Regions from separate parts of the Arachis hypogaea genome. Here region 2 is linked to region 1. A link is a contact called in public Hi-C data. All regions are on one chromosome and are shown on one strand. Each heading gives the region's core, a stretch centred on a gene start, on an enhancer-like site or on the middle of the called end of the contact. The rest is flanking DNA. Distances are from core to core; before and after follow the strand shown.

Region 1 (2,771 bases), core at 94-2,593:
GACTAAGGTTAGGACAATTACCTGATTGGAGCATCACTTTCTGCTCCAAAATTTATCCGTGCAGAGACACTGAGGTAAAATTGTTCCTCATATTGTGTATAATAAACGGAACCATTGAATTGCCGGAGCTCAAGTGTAGATATGAACGGCTGCCCTGTTGTGGCGTTCGATAAACACACACTCACAGCAGAACTTGAAGCCAAAAATATAAGCTCTCTCATTTCTATAAGGTTAGCATCTGATATAACAATGGTAGACCAATGTGTAGCCCCAATAGAAATGTCAAATTTAGGATAAACATTGTTATTATCAAAGTTCCCATACAGGAATGCGGCCCTCAGTAGGTACCTTGTCCTGCTCACAACATCAAGTGTGTAGCAGTATTTCTTGGTATCAGCAGGGAAGTGTCTAAGCGTGGTGTACTGCCGCCGCGTCTCGTTTGCAACTGATATGGTGCTTACTTCTCCATAAGGAAGCTTATCATCAGGGCTCCATTTAAGACCAATCTCATCAGTGAAATTTTCTGAACCTCCACAGTCCAAACTTACAAAACCTGCTTAGGATGAAATATTTTGTCACCGAATAATAGCCTAGATGGACGAAATGGCAATTATAAATCCAATTCCAAGCTCTAATAATTAATGAACACTTAAAAAATGTAAGTATAATCTCTCAAACTCACCAACACTCATAATAATAATAATAAGGAGAGAATTTCTAATATTTCAAAACATATTCATTTCATTTTTGGAACACACATAATACACAAAAAACAACAAAACAAATCGCATAGTATTTTTTAAAATTCACAACATTAATTGTTATTAAGTAGTATTGTAAAAAGCTTATAAAAAAAATTCACAGAATCTGAATCAAAAGCAGAGGTTAGATCTCAAATCTTCAGTCCCATGCTGAACAAAATCTTAGCTCACATGATAGACATGGAATAGAAGAAGATTAAGTAGCGCTATTAAGCTTTAACTAAACAATAACACGAAGCATCGGTAGCTGATTCAGCTGAAGAAGCTTATGGAAAGAAGAGAAAGCGAAGAGATCATAAAAAAAGAAGAAAGAAACATATACCTTGCATCTGAGCGGAAGAGGAGGAAAGCGGGAGAAGTAGAAGTGAGAGAGAGAAGAGGAAGAGCGCTCCGTTCTCCTCCATTGTTATAAATAACTGAAGCTTTGGTGTGAGAACTGAGATAGAGAGAAGCATAAAAATTGCGGAACCCGACGGAGTAAGCTCACTGCTCACATTCTCACTCGGTTAGAGTCTCAGTAGTAGCCTGTAGCAGAACCAGACCGTGCCAGAATAGAATGTTCGTATCTCGAATCTGCTCTATAAATAATGGAAGGAATGTCCTTACTACTACAAAACAAACAAAAGATACGTTGTTTAATATTTTACAAATTTGAATATTTTATTCTATTAAAATAGTATTAATTATTTACTTTCCTAGTCTCCGTCTCGTAATAACTCACCAAAAATTACATCAACTACAACTAATAATATGACTTCAATCTTAATTTAATATTTCTTTTTTTCTTTTTTTTTTTTTTACCGGTAGTTTAATATTAATATTTGATATAGTGTCACTTTTTTCAGAGCACTACTGTGTTATACAGTAGGTAGTGGTGCTTTGGTGGTGGGTATTGGCACTTATCAGACTAAAGTAGAGAGGCTGCAACTTTTGAAGTTTTGAGAGTTGACGGGCGTTTTGGTAGTGCGTGCGTGGGGCCCACACAAAGTCAAGTTTGTGCCCCTACGGCCCTATCTGCCGTGTACTGAAATTATTTTCTCTGCGAATAATACGAATACGTTCCGAAATCAGAAATTATTTTTCATATGTACTATAAATTGGTGTATTTGCTCAATATTAAAAAAAGAGGTGTTTTGTGTTGTTCTAGGTGTTAGGTTCAATATACGAGAAGACGTGGTGACGGACAGATTCGTTAGAAGCGTGGCAGTTTTTCAGCAATACATAGAAAAACGTGGTAATATGACCAACAGGTACGGATGGCAATACGTAAAGGGTGTGTTGTCTCTGAATTTTAAAAGTATTATAGGTTTTCGCTCGTTTCTGAAAAATTTACAGTAACACAGGAGACATATTGTAGGTTGTTTGCATGTAGGGAATAGTCTCCCATTCTTATAACCAGCGACTCTTATTGAAGCTTTATAAATTGAGTTTATTGGTAGAATGCATCATGTGAAGTGTGTGTATCATACAATATAAAATGTGTTATACTGAGAAAGAAAAAGAAGATAGACCGAAGAAGAGAGGTAAAATAAAAAGTTAACTGTGTGTTGTGATGTGAAGAGTATGTGTTATACTGAGAATTAAGATTTAGGTGTGTCAGGGTTCGAATTCTGTTTTGTACATAAAACAATCCATTGGCTAGCGACAAACTCTTAAATAGAGTTCAGTAGTGCAGCGGATTAATCCTTACCTTGCCAGGCTGGGCGATACCGTAAAAAAAAATGGTACGTAATTATACAACACCCGAAAAATATATCACCAATTATTTGGATAATCCAATCTATGTAAGTTGATAAATTTTATTATTTTATGTATTTAAATTAAAATCTTTTGAATTTTTGTTGTTGTTAGCATTACATGAAAATATAATATTATTTTAATCTTATTATTTTTTGTATTTTATTGATATTTTTGAATAATAATAAATTTTTTCCAATATAATTATATTTTATTTTAAATAAATACAAATATTATTTATATTTTTATTTTGGAATATAAATATTATTTAAA
Region 2 (2,771 bases), core at 94-2,593, 150 kb after region 1:
ATTACATTTTCCCACTAAAAAAATCACTAAATTCAATTTTCACCTCTAAATTTTCGATCGATTTTCGGATAATTTATTTATTATTATTTTACGTTAATTATTTTTGGTTCTTAAGGTTAGCTCCTAAGTCCATTAAACCATAGTAATCCACAATAATCCTAGATATTTAACCCAGCAACATGAATCTAAACAAGAGTATAACCAAAGGTTTTTTTATTTGGTTAAAAAGATGCAGTCCATGACTTAATCGCAATATAGTACCTCCCAATCATTCAAGGACCTCATGCCAAAACTATATCCCAATCTTCTGTCAGATCACATTTTATTAGGAAATAGCCGAATATAGCTTTCTTAATATTATAACCACCCTTCAGTCGCCAGATGTTTCTTAACCGATGCACTAAAGCAGTATAACTAAAGTATTTGGTAAGAACTTTGATGACAATAGACTTAAAATAGGATTCTGATAGTACTTTTTCACCCTCATCTGTGAACATGATGATAGGTGTATTTGGTTGTCTTGCTCACTACAAAAAAAATCTCTATCTAAAAAATCATCTATAATTAAAGGCTTAGGTTGTGTTTCTCCTACAACCTTTTCCATTGACAGATTTTTCAATGAGATTTTTTTATGTTCTCATATTTCAAACTTAATAATCTTGATTGATGGACTAAAATACTTACCACTTTAGCCCACACACTCTTCATACACTTACCAAAATTTCTTTTGGTTGTATTTGGTAGGATTTAAACCCAAAACTTTTGAGATGGAGAGAAAGAGATATGCAATGTGAGCTACAAATTGATGGGCATCAGTACCTTTTTTCTTGTGTCATGGCAGTACCTTTAATAGATGGATGAGAAAAATGAAGAGAGTTGAATACAAACAATCAAGCCCAATTGTGCTGGTCCAATTATGTATCCAAAAAGGGTTAAAAACACATTTGGAGAGAGAAAAATAAAGGAGAGAAGGGAGGGGCATAGCCTAAAGAAAGGAACTAAATAACTTTATGCTATATCCGTCTATGATTTGTCAACCTAATCCTAAAAGAATGACAGCCATTAACCATTTGTTATAGATTGATTCAAATATTCATTGTACTATGTAACAATGGTTCATCGGTTTTGATGGAGGATTGAAGATATAGTGGAAGTATTCAAACTCTTATCATTAGTAGAGCAACTAAGTTGGACAATACAGACTATCTTATAAATTATAATTAAGAAGAAATGAATTTATTTTATTTTTTTTAAAAATATGATTTGGTTAATTAAATATTTTTATATAATAAAAATTAAAAAAAATGTGAATGGATAATTAAAAGATTGGAAGAAGAAAAAAAGGGCCAGGCATAAATAAAATGAGAGTTGTATTGAAGAAAGCTCGGAATTTGAGCGAGTCACCTCAGCAGTCACCACGTACACCAAAGCCATCCTATTCCCATTCCCATTCCCATTCCCATTCTTTCCCCTTTCTCTCTCTATTCTCTATCTCTGATTCCATGTTTCGCATTATCCTCCTCTTCCGCTTCTAGCACCTTCCTCTGCCTCTTCTTCATCACTATCTTCATCACTATCTTCATCTTCCTCTTCACCGCTCCGTAAGTTCACTTAACCTCTCTCTCTCTCTCTCTCAAACTTATTACTTTTACTTCCTCATTCTTTACTCTTCCACCATTCCCTTGTTCATCCCTTCCATTCCCTTCCCCCTAGGTTAGGGTTTTTCATTTTTTTCTCTCTCTAGCAAATTTCCAAAATCGATAAAATACGGTGCGCTAAATTTATCAGTAGCGATTTCCTTTGATTCTAAGTGTTTCTGAAAAAAATGTTATGCTGAATGTTGATTATTACGGCGCATAAGCGAAGGGGAAAAAAAGTAAAATGTAGAAAGCATGCATTTAGAACGCTTTTTCTTTTCTCATTTCTCCGTTCACTGTAGTGATTGGCAGGGACAGTGCCGCTAGAATTAACTGAGAAAAAGGAAGTGATAACAATGATCATTTCACTTGCCGGAATACCTAGCAGTAGCACTCATTGTCGCAAACCTAAACCCTCAATTTTTCTTGTTTCATCTTATCAGCAAGTATGTGTGTCTAATTTTACGCTTTGCTCACTTGCAATTGTGTACCTAACCAGATGGAAATTAAACCTGTGATTATACGGCGTGTTAATAATAATAACAATAGATAATAATAATAATTTTTATTATTATTATTGGGCACTTCTTTGTGGTGACCTGTCTAAATATTTGGCTATATTTTAATAGAACGGGGATACGTAAGATATAAGGCGGTGTTCCCTTTTTCTTTTTAATGTAATTGATAGTTGATTTTCTCTTGTTAACATTGCTCGGTACATGTGGAGTGTGGACCATTTTTTCTTTCCCCCGCGTTTTAATTGATGATTATCAACTTATATTTTGAAATTTTATTTTGTGATTGTGCTGAGGACTTCAATGGCCTTCTGAATGTTATAGCAGTAGAAATTTGCGCAATATATATTAATTCTAGATGTTTTTGCCTTGGAGCTGAGGTTTATTTATTTTATTTTATTTTTTATTTTTAATTTTATAATTATTTTATTATAGTTAAATTCCCTGGATCAATCATGTGTGACAAAGGGGGGAAATCATGTCCGATATGCACTGAGGAGATGGACCTGACTGATCAGCAGCTGAAACCATGCAAATGCGGCTATGAGGTGCATGAATGAATTTCTTAATTTATTGTTGAACTTTGTTGGAAATAAAAATTTTGGGATATCTGATATTT

What was found. Hi-C and Micro-C count contacts between places; a contact is called where the count stands out from the background.
Region 2: a Hi-C map of leaf shows a contact between it and region 1, with 4 times the contacts expected there. The contact joins the promoter of LOC112696483 here to the promoter of LOC112696482 in region 1. A contact is called at or near these places in 2 of 8 Hi-C or Micro-C datasets (both in leaf).

The regions. Positions count from the first base shown.
Region 1 is chr6:24,348,400-24,351,170 of arahy.Tifrunner.gnm2.J5K5, forward strand. It overlaps LOC112696482 (probable LRR receptor-like serine/threonine-protein kinase At1g67720), which reads right to left and starts at 1,344. Exons shown (of 15, transcript XM_025749276.3): 1 at 1,084-1,344; 2 at 22-553. The coding sequence starts at 1,216.
Region 2 is chr6:24,496,366-24,499,136 of arahy.Tifrunner.gnm2.J5K5, forward strand. It overlaps LOC112696483, which reads left to right and starts at 1,344. Exons shown (of 16, transcript XM_025749278.3): 1 at 1,344-1,601; 2 at 1,940-2,083; 3 at 2,588-2,700. The coding sequence starts at 2,608.